Regions from separate parts of the Ovis aries genome. Here region 1 is linked to region 2. A link is a contact called in public Hi-C data. All regions are on one chromosome and are shown on one strand. The core of a region is the stretch at or near the end of the contact, and the rest is flanking DNA. Distances in the headings are between cores, read along the strand shown. Region 1 has its middle 30 kb from the start of KRT80. Region 2 has its middle 21 kb from the start of KRT78.

Region 1 (7,081 bases), core at 165-2,664, 690 kb after region 2:
ACTCAGTCAGAGCTTGCTAAATGCTGAATAAATGAATGAAGTCATGAATGGCAGATGACTACAGCTACTGAGGGATGCAAGACTGACTCACTGTGGAGGACTTTATGAGCATCTGCCATGTGCTGCCCCTGTATTGGGGACAGCAGGGAAGAGTGGGGTACAAAGGGGTATAGAGGTGTCCTTGCCCTCCAGGGAATTCCCGCTTCTGCCCAGGATCTAACTCATGGTCCCCTGTAGTGCCCAAGTCCCCTCGGTTGTGGCCAACCATGTGATCTCTGTGGGACCCTTGACAAGGCATTGTCCCCTCTCTGGGGTTGATTCTTCACCTGCAGAATAAAGGAGCAGATGAGTGCTCCAGCAGGTCAGCCCCTTCATGATCCCCTTCTGCTCATCCCTTCCCTACTCATCTCAATTCCCTGGGCAAGACGCCCTCCTTGGAGGCAGCAGAAGAGGAATTGAGATGTGGCGAGTAGAGCAAATCCTAGTTCTTGCTGTGTGATCTTGGGCAACCTCTGGGAGACTGAGTACCTACCTCATAAATCTGGTGTGAAGTTTTAAAGAGATGACGCATGATAAAAGAACGGTGCCTAACACATGCTAAATGCTTTAAAATAAAAATAATAGTGTTAGGGGAAGTATGACACTGCCCACCCTGGCCAGGCACCACAGTAACCACTGGTATGAGTTATTTTACTACCAGAGATCTTGGTAAGAAACACAGAATTAACAAGCCACCATAGACCAGAAGAATTTGGGAAAGGTCAAGAGGAGACAGGAGAGACTCCAGTCCACATGTTCTCCCAGAATCCTTCTGGGAGAAGGTCCTTCTGGGACCTATCTTGGCTGAGCGATATATGGGCCACCAGGAAGGACCCTGAGTCACAGTGACTGGTGAAAGGCAACCTGGAAAATAATCCAATCACCATAAAACCCGAGATTTCGAGCTACATGGCAGAGCAGTCCTCTGGGTTTCCCTTACCCTCCTCCGCATCCTGGCTGGCCACCCTTCCCAATAAATCCCCTTGCTGCGTCAGCTCATGTGTGTCTCCTTGGACAGTTCGTTTCCTAGTGTTAGACGAGAGCTGACTCTAGGGCCCGGAAAGGGGTCCCCCTTTCCTGTAACAATAGCAAATATGCTAATTGTGAGAGCCTTTCCCTTAGCCCACTGGAACTGGAACTCGGCCAGGAATGGTTAGGCGAGGGTCTGCACATCGGCCCAGCCTCACCTGCATCTCCCTCCCCTACTCCCAACCCCTCCAAGAAGAGGCCAGGGCTCAGAGATCTGTTTGGGGGCACTGGGGATTAGAGAAGGGAAGGGAAGTTACCCAACCCGGTTCCCTGGGAAAGCTGACCGGCCAAGTTAACACTAGGGGAAAGGTCGGCCGCCAGCTTGCACGCACCTCAGCAACCACTGCCCTCTACTGGCCGCGGCAAGATCAGCACGTCTAAGGAGCGGGAGCCACGCGCAGAGGCTTCCCTCCCCCAGGGAGGGTGGGGCGGGAAGAAGGGAGACGTGACTCCGTTTCCAAGCCGATACTTAAACCAAATGTCAGGCTCCCAGGGCTAAATCCTCCGAGCTGGGGCCACAAACTAAGCCATCTCTTCTCTTCGCTGCCACTCCCTCAATCATCACCCACAAGGGCAGGCTTCCACTGAGGGGCTCACAGCTCACACGCCCCAGAGACCCTGACCGCAGCTGGAATACTCACCCCCTAGGTCTGGCTCCTTCTCGTTTGTCGACTCAAACATCACCTCCTCAGAAAGCCCTGCCAGTTGAAAATAGCCCCTAGCCCCTACTGCCTCCACACTACTTTTCATTTTCTATTCCATTATTTCCCTGCCTTGTGCTCTTCCTAGTGTTTAGCGCAACCTGCTTTGTCTTGTTGATTTTCCTTTTTTTAATGCATCAGCTGGGATTCTTTCTGGTCAGGAAACCAGACTAGGCATTTCAAGGACAGGATTCAATGCAAAGAGCTGAAAGTGTACGTACTGAAGGGGTAAAGAATAAAGCAAGAAAGCTGAAGTACAGTAAGTCCCTGCCATTTGTTTGTATACGAGTTCCATTCCAAGACTAGCTTCATCAGTCCAGTTTGTTCGTAAGGCCAGCTGCACTTAGCTGAGCCTAGTTACTCAACTAACACAATTGGCTATATAATACTGTACTCTAATAGGTTTATAATACTTTTCACACTAACAATACATACATCCAAAACAAGCCAAACAAAATAAAAAATATATATTTAATCTTACAGTACAGTACCTTGAAAAATACAGTAGTACAGTACCACAGCTGGCATACAGGGACAAGCATGCATGTTTGCGTCTTTTGAAAGTCTACAACTTGAAGGTTCATATGTAGGGGACTTACTGTTGTTGTTGTTTAGACACTCAGTCATGCCCGACTTTTTGCAACCCCATAGACTATAGCCTGCCAGGTTCCTCTATCCATGGGATTCTCCAGGCAAGAATACTGGAGTGGGTTTCCATTTCCTTCTAGAGATAAGTTTCCATTTCCTTATCTAGAGATAAGAGATAAACACAGATTCAACACCATCCCTTGGGCTGAAAGGTTGGCCTTACTCAAACCCAAGAGTTCAAGTGAGGGCCCCAGAGGCTGGTTCTTGGACATGGGGCAGGGAATGGACGGGTGACATGTTTCCCTTCTACTGGGAACAGTTGGAACTTAAAGACCAGGCTACTGTTCTGCCAAGGTGGCCAGGGCCCATGTTGGCTTCCAGAAGGTGTACTGCACGTGTGACCCGGTGGAGAATGTGTAACCCTACAAGCCCCCTGCTGGGAACCCTCTGTTCAGAAACACAGACATTTCCCCAAAATAAACAAGTGAGACACATCAAACTAAAAAGTTTCTGCACAGCAAAAAAAACCATCCACAAAATGAAAAGGCAACTTACAGAATGAGAGAAAATACTTGCAAATCATATCTTTGTTAAGAAGTTAATATCTGAATTATCAATATATAAAGAATTCACATAAACTCAATAGCAGATAACAGTAATAACTAAGAAGGACCTGCTATATAGCACAGCGAACTCTACTCAATACTCTCTGATGGCATATAAGGAAAAAGAATCTTAAAAAGAGTGGATGTCTGTATATGTATAACAGATTCACTTTGCTGTACACCTGAAATTAACACAGCATTGTAAATCAACTATACCCCAATCTGATTTTTTATTAGCAAATAACAACAGTAATAATCCAATTAAAAATGAGCAGGGGAACTGAATAGACACTTTTCCAAAGAAAACATTCAGATGGCCAACAGGCACATGAAAAGATGTTCAGCATCACTCATCATCAGGGAAACGCAAATCAAAACCACAGTGAGGTAGCGTCTCACACCTGCCTGAATGGCTATCATCAGAAAGACGGCAAGTGTTGGTAAGGAAGTGGAGAAAAAGGAAAGCTTGTGCATTGTCGGTGAGAATGTAAATTGGCGCAGCCACTGTAGAAAACAGTTTGGAAGTTTCTCCAAAATTAAAAATAGACCTTCCACATGATCCACTTCTGGGTATGTATCTGAAGGAAACAAAATCACTATCTTGAAGAGATATCTGCAGTTCAGACAACTTTCTTCCAGTCATGATACGGAAATAACCTACTGCAGAGATAAAGTTGTGGTATATATACTAAGCCATAGAAAGAAGGAAATCCTGCCATCTGTAACAACATGGATGAACCATGAGGATATTGTACTGAGAGAAGGAAGTCAGACAGAGAAGGACAGATTCTGCATGATCTCGCTCATGTGAGGAATTCAAGAAAACCAGACTCACCAAAACAGAGACTAGACTGGTGGTTGGTAGAGATGGGAGGTAGCTGAGGAAGAACAGAAAGGAAGAAGGAAGGAAGGAAAGGAAGAAAACACCAAAGAAAATATTGCTGTATTTTTGTAATTAATTTTTTTCAAAGGGAGAGACCTGCATCGCCCTGTTTCAACTAAGGCGTGTTTGGTGGATATTACCATAGCCACTCAACTTCCGTTCCAAAAAGAGCAAGAAAGAACCAAAACACTCCTGCCTTCTCCTCCTCCCCACCCCCAGGTTTGTGGCAGCTGCGATTCAGCTGAGGCCTAAAAGTCAGGCACCTCCCTGCCATCAGCCCCTGTCACCAAGAGATGCGTGCCACTCAGACCCAGCTCTCAACACTCACTTGATAAATATTTTATTGACACCTCGTGTACCACACATGTTTTAGGCTCTGAGAAGACAGCGTAAACAAATCTGCCCAAATCCCTGCTCACATGGAGTTTACATTTTCATGGGGAGAGACAGATAAGAAAGAAATATATTATAAAAGATACAGGTGGCCAGATGGAAATGATAAATGCTATGAAGAAAAACTGGGCTTCTCTGGGGGCTCAGCGGTAAAAAAATCCACCTGCCAATGCAGGAGACGTGAGTTCCATCCCTGGGTCAGGAAGATCCCCTGGAGAAGGACATGGCGACCCACTCCAGTATTCTTGCCTGGGAAACCCCATGGACAGAGGAGCCTGGCAGGGTCACAAAGAGTCAAACACAACTTAGCAACTACATAACAACAACAACATGGAGGAAAATTAAGTGGAAATGTGCATAGGAAATGTTGCGGGTGGGGTGAGTCATAGGAGATTAAGAAATGCCTCAGTGAGAAGGGGACATTTCATCAGAACCCACATGGGGTGAAGCAGGGAGCCGCATGGATGCCTGGGAACAGCAAGGGCAAAGGCTCTGAGGCAGGACCTGCCTGGCACATTTGAGGACCTGCAAGGAAGCCACTGAGGAGGCGGCAGTGGAGGGACGGGGTGGGTAGAATGAGAGGAGACTGGTCAAGCTGGGGGCCAGGCTGTGCCCGGCCTCGAGGGCATTACTAGACTCTAGCCTCCACTGAGTCAGATGGAGAGTTTGAAGCAGAGAGTCGGATTCTGACTTCTCTGGTCAGAGACAGAGGACCAGAGCAGAACAGTAAGATCTGGAATCTTCCCAGCCTGGTATTTGACAAGAAATAAGAGAATTTTCAATATCAACCTTTGTGTTTTGTCATTACTTCCCTGGCAGCTCAGCTGGTAAAGAATCCGCGTACAATGCAAAAGACCTGGGTTCAATCCCTAGATTGGGAAGATCCCCTGGAGAAGGGAAAGGTTACCCACTCTAGTATTCTGGCCTGGAGAATTCCATGGACTATTCCAGGGACTATTCCATGGGGTCACAGAGAGTTGGACATGACTGAGCGACTTTCACTTTCTTTCCATTTTGGAGAATCAAAGGACAAGCCATAGGATGCCTGTGCCCACTGGAACCTAAGCTCCTGGAGGCAGGTGCTACCCCACGCGACAGTGCTCATCACTGTACCCAGAGGGTCTCACAAAGGGCCAGGCACTCAGCAAGTGCTCATTAGAGAGCTATAGAAGAAATGTGCAGGTCTGCCGCAAGGGAGACTCTGGCGATTTGTATTAAGCTCCATGGCCATTGTGTTAAGGCCGGTGCTGGGCACCTAGCAGACACTGCCCCCTTTCCAGTAGAGCTTGAGCGCCCTGCCTAGGGTCTCTGTGAAGCCCAGTTGGATCAGACAGCCAATCTGAGTCCAGGGCTCTTGCCCCCTCCTCACTGCCACAGAGGCCCAGCACTCCCTGTCAGGCCAGGGGTCACTCCCACCTCCCTCTGGCTCGCCCGGGGCCTCAAACACCAGCCCAGAAGGCGCCAGACTTGGGAGGGGGCATCCTGTGCCTATCCTCCTGAGGGTCGTGATTCTATTGGGGGCGGGGAGAGGCAGATCCTTCATGAAGAGGGTGTATATCTGTCCCTCTTTGGAACTGTTCCTCCTGGCACAAAGTCGGTGCTCTCCCTCTCACTGCCCCCTCCCGCTTCAGGTGAGTCCTACCTGTGTTTCAGTCCCGCCCTACTAGTACCCATCCCCCTCGGGGCGCGCCTCGCATCTCCATCCGCGGACCCCGAGCGCCCCCTGCCGACCGCTGCTCCGCCTGCACGTCCGCGGCTCAGAGGCCCGAGGGCGTCAGTGCAGGGGCGGTGTAGTGGTCAGTTCCTGGGGCTGGGGTTGGGCCTCAGCCCTTCTCCCCCACACCCAGCAGGCACAGGGGAGTCCCATCTTAGCTTGAGGGGGGATTGCCTGGCACGCACAGTATGGAGGCAGGGCACAGGCCTCACAGGCCCCTCCTCCCGGCCCTGGGACTCTCCTGCAGGGCCCCTGGAGCATCTTCCTGGGTAGTAGGGGGCTGAGCCTTGAGAGAGCAGGGTAGAGAAGGCCAGCAGGGAGGTACAGGACAGGGGCTCCCCAGGCCAGCCCACAGAGGGTCTTCTGCCCTCCCTGGGACTGAAGAAAATCCAGGCTGGTCCCCACCCACCAGCCTTAATCCCTCTTATCGCCCGTCTTCCTCATATCCAACCCCTATCCCTATCAATCCTGTCCCTCCCCAAAATGGCTTTCCTTCCAAATCCCCAGACGACGTAGTGCCATCAACAAGGCCATGGTGCATCCCCTCTTTTTTTTTTTTTTTAACTATTTATTTATTTGCTGGTCCCAGGTCCTAGTTGCAGCATGCGGGATCTTTTAGCTGCAGCATGCAAAATCTTAGTCATGGCATACAGGATCTAGTTCCCTGTTTGTTGTTGTTGATATTTAGTCACTAATTGTGTCTGCCACTTTTGCAACACCATGGACTGTAGCCCACCAGGTTCCTCTGTCTGTGGGATTTCCCAGGCAAGAATACTGGCATGGACTGCCATTTCCTTCTCCAGGGGAGCTTCCTGACCCAGGGATGGAACCTGCGCCTCCTTCATTGACAAGTGGATTCTTTACAGCTGAGCCACCAGGAAAGCTACTTCCCTGACCAGGGATCAACCCAGGCCTCCTGCATGGGGAGTGAGGATTCTTAGCCACTGGACCACCAGGGAAGTCCCACGCATCCCATCTTGGCACTGAGTCAGGAGCCTGAGAAGGGGACACAAGGTGGGTGGGCAGGAGGGCAAGGTCAGCCTTTGGAGGGGACCTCACATGTGCAGGCTCATGGCTGTGTGCAGATGTGAACACAGGTACATAGCATGTGCGTGTGTGCACACAAGTG
Region 2 (6,655 bases), core at 823-3,322:
TTATTTTTAATTGAAGGATCATTGCTTTGGTTTCTGCCATACATCAGCATGAATCAGCCATAGGTATACATATGTCCCCTCCGTCTTGAACCTCCCTCCAGCCTCCCATCTTTTCCCACTCCTCTAGGTTGTTACAGAGCCTCAGTTTGAGTTTCCTGATTCAGCAAATTTCTCTCTTGTATGCATGGATCCATGGGCCTGTGTGAGGGCCACAGGTGGTTCTGTGTGTGTGACTGGCACCCAGGCATGTTTGTGTGAGGGTCTTGCACAGATGTGTTTATGGGAAGGCTGTGGCCCCTTTTGGAAAGATGCACGTGACTTCTGTAGGTCACGTCTGTGGCAGACAACTGCCTCAGTCAATGCAGGCTTTCTCCAAGGTTACATGTGTGTGCAGGTCTCTCTGTGTGTATGTGAGTAGTTCAGGTCTTGGGTCTGGAGTGCAGAGGGCCAGTGGTTGGTAGTGGCCTGTCCAGGGTAGGTGGTGTGGGGACGGGGAGGGTCTGGGTTTCCTGAACTGGAGCTTGGCTAGGCTCTGGGACCAATCTGTTCCTGCAACAAATTCATGTGTTCTTCCCACTCCACCATTGCTCCTGCTTTAAAGGTTCTGATAGTGTGTGTGTGACGACCCACAAACCAGTGCAACTCTGTGTAACCAGTCCACTGATCCATTACAATATGCTTGTGTTTGTAACAATCCTAAAGACCATGTGTGCACCATGTGAAACATGCATGTGTAAGTGTGATACACTCCTACGCGTGTCTGTGTTTCTGTGTGTGACGACCTCACAAGCCACTGGATATGTGCCTTGGTGTGTGTGGGTCCCACGGTCACCGTGCACGTACGGTCGCTTCTCAGCCCTGGCACCTGGCACATACCTCCTGTTGCCTCCTGAAAAGCCCACATGTGCTGACACTCAGCTTCTTTCTGCTCCTTACCCCACCCCTTCTCAGCCCTCAGGGATCCTTCCTGGAGACAGGAACCCTGGGTGGTGAAGTTGAGAACTGGGCCTCCTGCGGAGTCGGCTGTTTGCCTCCCAAGTGTGCTTTAGTGTCATGGGGCCAAACAGAGGCCATACCAGCTAGGAGCTCAGGGGGCGGCCACGGCCAGGGCCAGTGGGAAGAGCACATGGCAGAACTGGGTTCAAATTCAGACTCACACACCACACCTGTAGGACCTTGGGCAAGCCATGCTCTATGCCTCAGTTTCTCCTGTTTATTTCTGGAGTTGCTCTGACAAGCAACAGGTGAACAGGATGCTCCCGGCAGTAGGTAAACAGACACAGGAGTCTCTGGACAAATGTGGATCCTCTTCAGTGTAAGGGATCACTTTGAGAACACTTGAAGATCACCCTGAGATCTTGCAGGAAAGAGCCACAGGGGTTGGAGAAGGTGTCTGGAGCCTGGTCTCGAGGTAGCATCTGAGATCTGACCGTCAGGGGCCCTGCAGTGTGGAGATGAGCAAAGCCATGGCTGGAGAACTCTCCAAACATGCAGCCCCCGCCAGGGCCCCCACGGCCCCGCCTGTCTTGAGAGCGCCTTGGGCCTTGCACCCCTCTCGGAGAGTGGCATTGAGGGGGCACCCATAAGCTGTGTGGAGGGGCCTGTGGAAATGATCTTGAAATGGTGGTCATAGAATGATACCCACAAAAAGTCAACTTGCAGGCTCCAAAAGACCACCGTCCATTAGCTAAACCCACAAAGATCCAGGTGAGGAAGACACCCTCAAAAAGAGAGGACATAGCCTCCCATTTCAGAGGGACAGAAATCCCCAGCACCCCAACGACGACCCTTGAAGACCGCACACCAGACATCCTTCCCCTCCAGAGGGCCCCGATTCTTCCAGAAGGGTGGACACGCATTCCCCACCCCCTCGCCCCTGGGGGGGACGCGCAGAGGGCGGCAGGCAGGCCCCGCGCCCCCTGCTGAGTCAGGCTGTCCCAGCTTAGCCGGCGGGTGTTCGGTGGCAGCCGCTGGGCGCCAGTCCAGCTCCAGGGGTGGGGCGGAGGGTGAGTCACAGAGCGGCCTCCGGAGCCGCCCAGGCCGCTCCCCCCCACCTCTCCCGTGGGAGCGCGAGGGCTCAGCCAATCGGCGGCCGCCACCCGGCCTAGCGCTCCGGCCCCGCCCCCCGCCGTGGGCCGCCGGCCTCTAGGTTCCCAGGCCCCCCGTCGCAGGTGGCCCGATGGAGCCCCCGACCTGGCACCCGGCCAGAAGGAGCCCGTGGTCCCTGCCTGGGGAACGAGGTGCAGAAGACGGAGCACGGGGCTCTCAGGGAACAGAGCTCCCAGCCAGGAAGTCTCAGTCCCTCCCCTGGGGTCCCCCTCTCTGCCATTTCCACCTGCTGGTTAGGGGCAGGAGTGACTCTGTCAGTGACGGCGATGGGGTGGGAGTTGTTTTTCAGTCGCTCAGTCGTGTTCTTTTTGAGACCCCATGGGGTGCGGACGGGGTGGCGAAATGGCCTCCTCTGGCGGCCCTGTGAGCTCTCCCCAGATTGTCCCCTCCTTGAAGGGACTAGATTGGCTTTGTGTTTGGGGTCTGGTACTGTGCTGGCCCACATTGGCACAGTCTTGATGGCAAAAGTTCTCTGGCCAGAGTCAGCCACATCACAAGCTCTGTTTTCTGCTTCAGACATGACAGTCACTGTTCTCAGGTTGTCCTTCCTAAGACTCTGGTGATCCCAGCTACTGAGCCCCACCTGGCCAGGGCCCAGGCTTGATCCAGACACACAGGCAGGTATGCACAGACTCCCCTGAGCACTTAGAGGTTATGTGGACACACAGACAGACCTGTCCAGATCCTCACGTACATGTAACACAGAGACATTTTCAGCACAATAGGCAAGCATCACAGCTCTGTTCCTTTCTACTTTCCTGACTTTGAGTCTGTCATCAGATTTTTCCAACTGTTTACCTGTAAAATGGGGATAGCTAGAATCCCTTCCTTACAGGGAGGATTCAAGGAAAAAAAAAAACAAAACACCTAGAGAGTGCCTGATACATTGTAATAACTCAATAAACATAGCTATAATGATCTCCCAGACCCACAAGAATATATCCTCACAAGCACACTCATAGACCCACACCAATACACACACACACACACACCAAACTTCAGACATCAATACACAGGCAAGCACCAGGTGTGCTTGCATATAGAAACACAAACAGCCACCCCCGTGCCCCCACTGCCGCCCCCAGAAAAACAGCAACCTCTGCAACAACCATAAAAGCAAGTTTTACTGCCCAGGGTGTGATGGGAACAGCCAGCCCAGCTGGGCGGGGGGCGGAGGCCTCAGCGTCGGGCGGTGCCTGCCCTGCTCAGGCTCCCACTCAGCCCCAGGGAGAGGACGCTTTCATTCTTCCAACACGCCCCTCTCTGCCCTGAGAACAGTCACCTCATCCTGTCTCCACTGTCACCTGAAATCAGGCTCCACTTTCTGGCAACACTCTGAGCCCCAGGGTGGGGGACCCCAAGGATTTGTGGGGTTGGTGGGGGGCATGGTGGCCTGGCTCTCTGGGGAGGGGTTGAGGGCCGGCAGGGTGGCCCTGTCCCCACCACTTCTCTGGGTTGGTGGACCCTGGAGGGTAGTGGTTTGTGAGCATTTGGCTGCTGGGCCCTGGAAGCAGCCAGAAGGGGAACATCTGGAGCTGGGAATACCCCTCTGGGCTTAGATTCCCCTGGACTCTGGACAGCTCTCAGGAAGCTTCTACTATTTATTTTTGTCGTGATAAGAATGCTTAACCTGAGATCTACCCTCTTACATTTTACCTGTACAACATAGTATTGCTGCATGCTCCATGTTGAAGCATCTAGAACTTACTCATCTAGAAATTGGACCACCTTCTACTTCGTCTTGTGCTCCGCATCCCCAGCTCTTGCTGGACCCTCAGCTGTCCCCAGAGGTGGGGACATTTGTGAGTGGTTCTTCGGGTCTCAGGGAAAGCTAGAGGGAATGCTGCCTCCAGCTCTTTTCTGAGAAACCGTGGCCACAGCAAACTGGTCTTCTACTTTAAGCAGGTTCTCTTTGCCTTCCAGTCCCCTCTCTCCATTAACACACAAGGATACCGGATACTCCCGGTAGCATAAGCTGTCAGAGCTGAAAGGGCACCCCAAGGTTACTGACACAGACCCAAGACGGAGGGCCCCGGGTCTGAGGTCGCACTGTGAGTGTGTAGAGGCAGCAGCGGGACTGACCCAGGGCTCCTGTCTCCTCGTGCAGAAAGGCCCGAGTCTCAATGCTGGCGGTACCCCTCCTTCCCAGTCTCCCTTGTTTCACAGGGCTGTGCCCTTCCTGCATGCCATCTGATCCTAGGAGCTGGGAAGGGGACTCAGGCTGTGTCCTCAGGGACTCCAGCCTGATGGGGAGGAGGGTGTCAGATCCAGGGAACAGAGAGGCTCATGCTATACATGGGACCTGAACACACCAGACCAGAAGGTCTCACAGACTTGGGGAGGTTATCAGGCAGTTGCCCAGAGGAGGGTTTTGAGGGAGAAGAAGAATGTGGGCAGGTCCAGCGGGGGTGTCCTCTGGACCGTGGGAGTGGGGGTCTTGAGGGAGGTTGGACAGGCTTGCTCTGTCGCCTGCATGGAGTAAACCTCTGCTTCCCACTGTGGGGACTAGATTGTGGGGGTTGCCATGAGATACCAGGTGACTCTGCTTTAATGTTGCAAATGACCAAAGGGAGGCCAGAAAGTCTTGCAAGGACTGGATGTGGTTGTAATGACCTGTAATGTAACCTCCAGGGCGGGGACACTGGTCACCCTCAGAGACTGGTCTCCCTTGGAGTGGGGATTGGGGGGGGAAGAGGATGATTTCAATAATGTCTTGCCAACCTTCACTTGCCCACAACCCAGCCCAAGCTTCCTAGAGACCAGCTGGCCCTCGAGTGTGGCCATGTCCTGACAATGGGTGCCCAGGGGACTAGGAAGACTTCTCAAATGCCCTGGCCTGCAACAGACCCTTTTCTTTCCTGCTTTCAGGTTTCCTGCCCCCTTTTGCCCTCCAGGGCTGGGATGAGCCAGAAGGGTGGGGATCCCAGTTGCCAAGATCCAATTTTGCTGGCTGGGAGTTTTTCAGGTGCTAATTAAAAGGAGCCACCCAGAGAGAATGACCTCACTTGTTCACACACACACCCTGCGCCCTGCCCTTTCTTCTGCCCCCATTCACACGCCCAGCCAAGGCCAGGGCGGCCGGCAAGGGAGCCCCACAGGGAAAGCAGGATTGTGAGCCTGTGTGGCTGTCAACAAGCAAACTGCAGGCTCAGAGCATTTTTGACATTTTTTTCCTCCTAGTCAAATGGTGCAGTCTCAGCATTTCCCCTGTTCCCCTCCCAGATGAACTGGATGGGGAGGGGCCCGTGAGGGCACCACTGTGGGGAAACACTGAGGCCTAGCTTCAGTCCAGCTAGCTGCAGCCCTGGTGCGTGGGGGGCAGTGGGGCTCTTGGTGGGCTCACCTTCAGTACAGGCAGTGAAGGCTTCTCCCTTCACAGTCCTCTCTGCTCTCTAAATTCTTCCACAGATAAAACCACAATCCCTTCCGTTCTGGGCTGCAGGATGGGAGCATCATGCCCGAGGTGGGCACTGGCACAGAAACAGCGGTATCTTAGGAGAGGTGTTGGGAGTGTTGCCGAGAACTCCCAAAGGTTCCTGCGTTGGTGCTTGCTACAATCCCCATGGACCCCTTGGTCTCGGCTAGTTGGGAGGAGGCATGCGAGTTTCTGGATTCTGTCAGGATCGGGGCATGGTGCGGGGGTCTGCCCCCGACTCCAGGTGCCGGGGAGCGGCGCTGCACGTGGGAGGCCAAGGGGCTGGGCGGCCGCGCCCCGCGAGGAGCTGGGCGGAGCCGGCGCCGGCCCGTTCCCTCGCCTCTGTTCTGGGAACGTCCTGCAGGGGTCGCCCTAAGCCAGGCTCCTGGGCGCCGGGGACGGTGCGGGCTCTCTCCCGAAGCCGGGTCCCAGGTCAGACCCCAGGTCCCAGACTTGGGCTCTCTTCTCCCTTCGGGGTCCTCCAGCCCTCAGGAGTCTGGGAAAAGCCACGAGGGAGGGACAGAGACAACGTGGGGTCCAATGGCTCTGAAGCGACAGGAGTGACAAGTGTCGTTGGCTCGACAGGGCTCATGCAAATGACATGTAAATGAGCCCAGCTAATCCGCCTTGGCCAGAGCCGGCATGTTTTTGACTCGGCAGGGGAGATCTTGTCTCCAGTTTTCTTCCGGTTAGGATCCCATCCCTCCCTCCAAGTAACTGTGCCAGTGCTGTGCTAAATGCTTTGGCTACTTCACTTAGCTGTCATGATAAGCCTCTGGTAGGGACCATCATCCTCATTTATATATGGTTCCCATGGGTTTGGAGTAATGTGTCCCAGTTTTTCCTCTTTTCCCTCACAAATCACCAGGAATCAAATGAGCTTGAACAGAATATAACAGGACCCATCCCCCATCCCCAGGGAAAGCAGGGTCCTTCTGAGAGGTCCCTGAGAATGGAGATCTTGGTCTGTGATTTGGCACAAAAGGACTCCCTGAGGATTAGGTCAGGACTTTGAAGAAGTCATCTGGAGCAGTCCCGGCCTCTGTGGGGCAGCCTTTCCCTGCAGGACCTGGGTCAAGGGGACCTTGAGCATTAGTGACCCACACTGCTCATGTCCTTTGTCCTTTCCTT

What was found. A called contact is a pair of places that touch in the nucleus more often than the background predicts.
Region 1: a Hi-C map of liver shows a contact between it and region 2, with 5 times the contacts expected there. The contact joins two enhancer-like sites. A contact is called at or near these places in 10 of 16 Hi-C or Micro-C datasets (blood, hypothalamus, liver and 6 more).

Annotation. Positions count from the first base shown.
Region 1 is chr3:134,221,892-134,228,972 of ARS-UI_Ramb_v3.0, forward strand. No RefSeq gene overlaps it. Among named protein-coding and RNA genes, the nearest start is that of KRT80, 30 kb to the left of the region's middle. Within about 2 kb of position 1,415, at least 6 of the 54 cell types and tissues checked have an H3K27ac peak or open chromatin away from gene starts, as enhancers often do. A contact at or near this core is called in liver, where this site is marked.
Region 2 is chr3:133,532,784-133,539,438 of ARS-UI_Ramb_v3.0, forward strand. No RefSeq gene overlaps it. Among named protein-coding and RNA genes, the nearest start is that of KRT78, 21 kb to the right of the region's middle. Within about 2 kb of position 2,073, at least 26 of the 54 cell types and tissues checked have an H3K27ac peak or open chromatin away from gene starts, as enhancers often do. A contact at or near this core is called in liver, where this site is marked.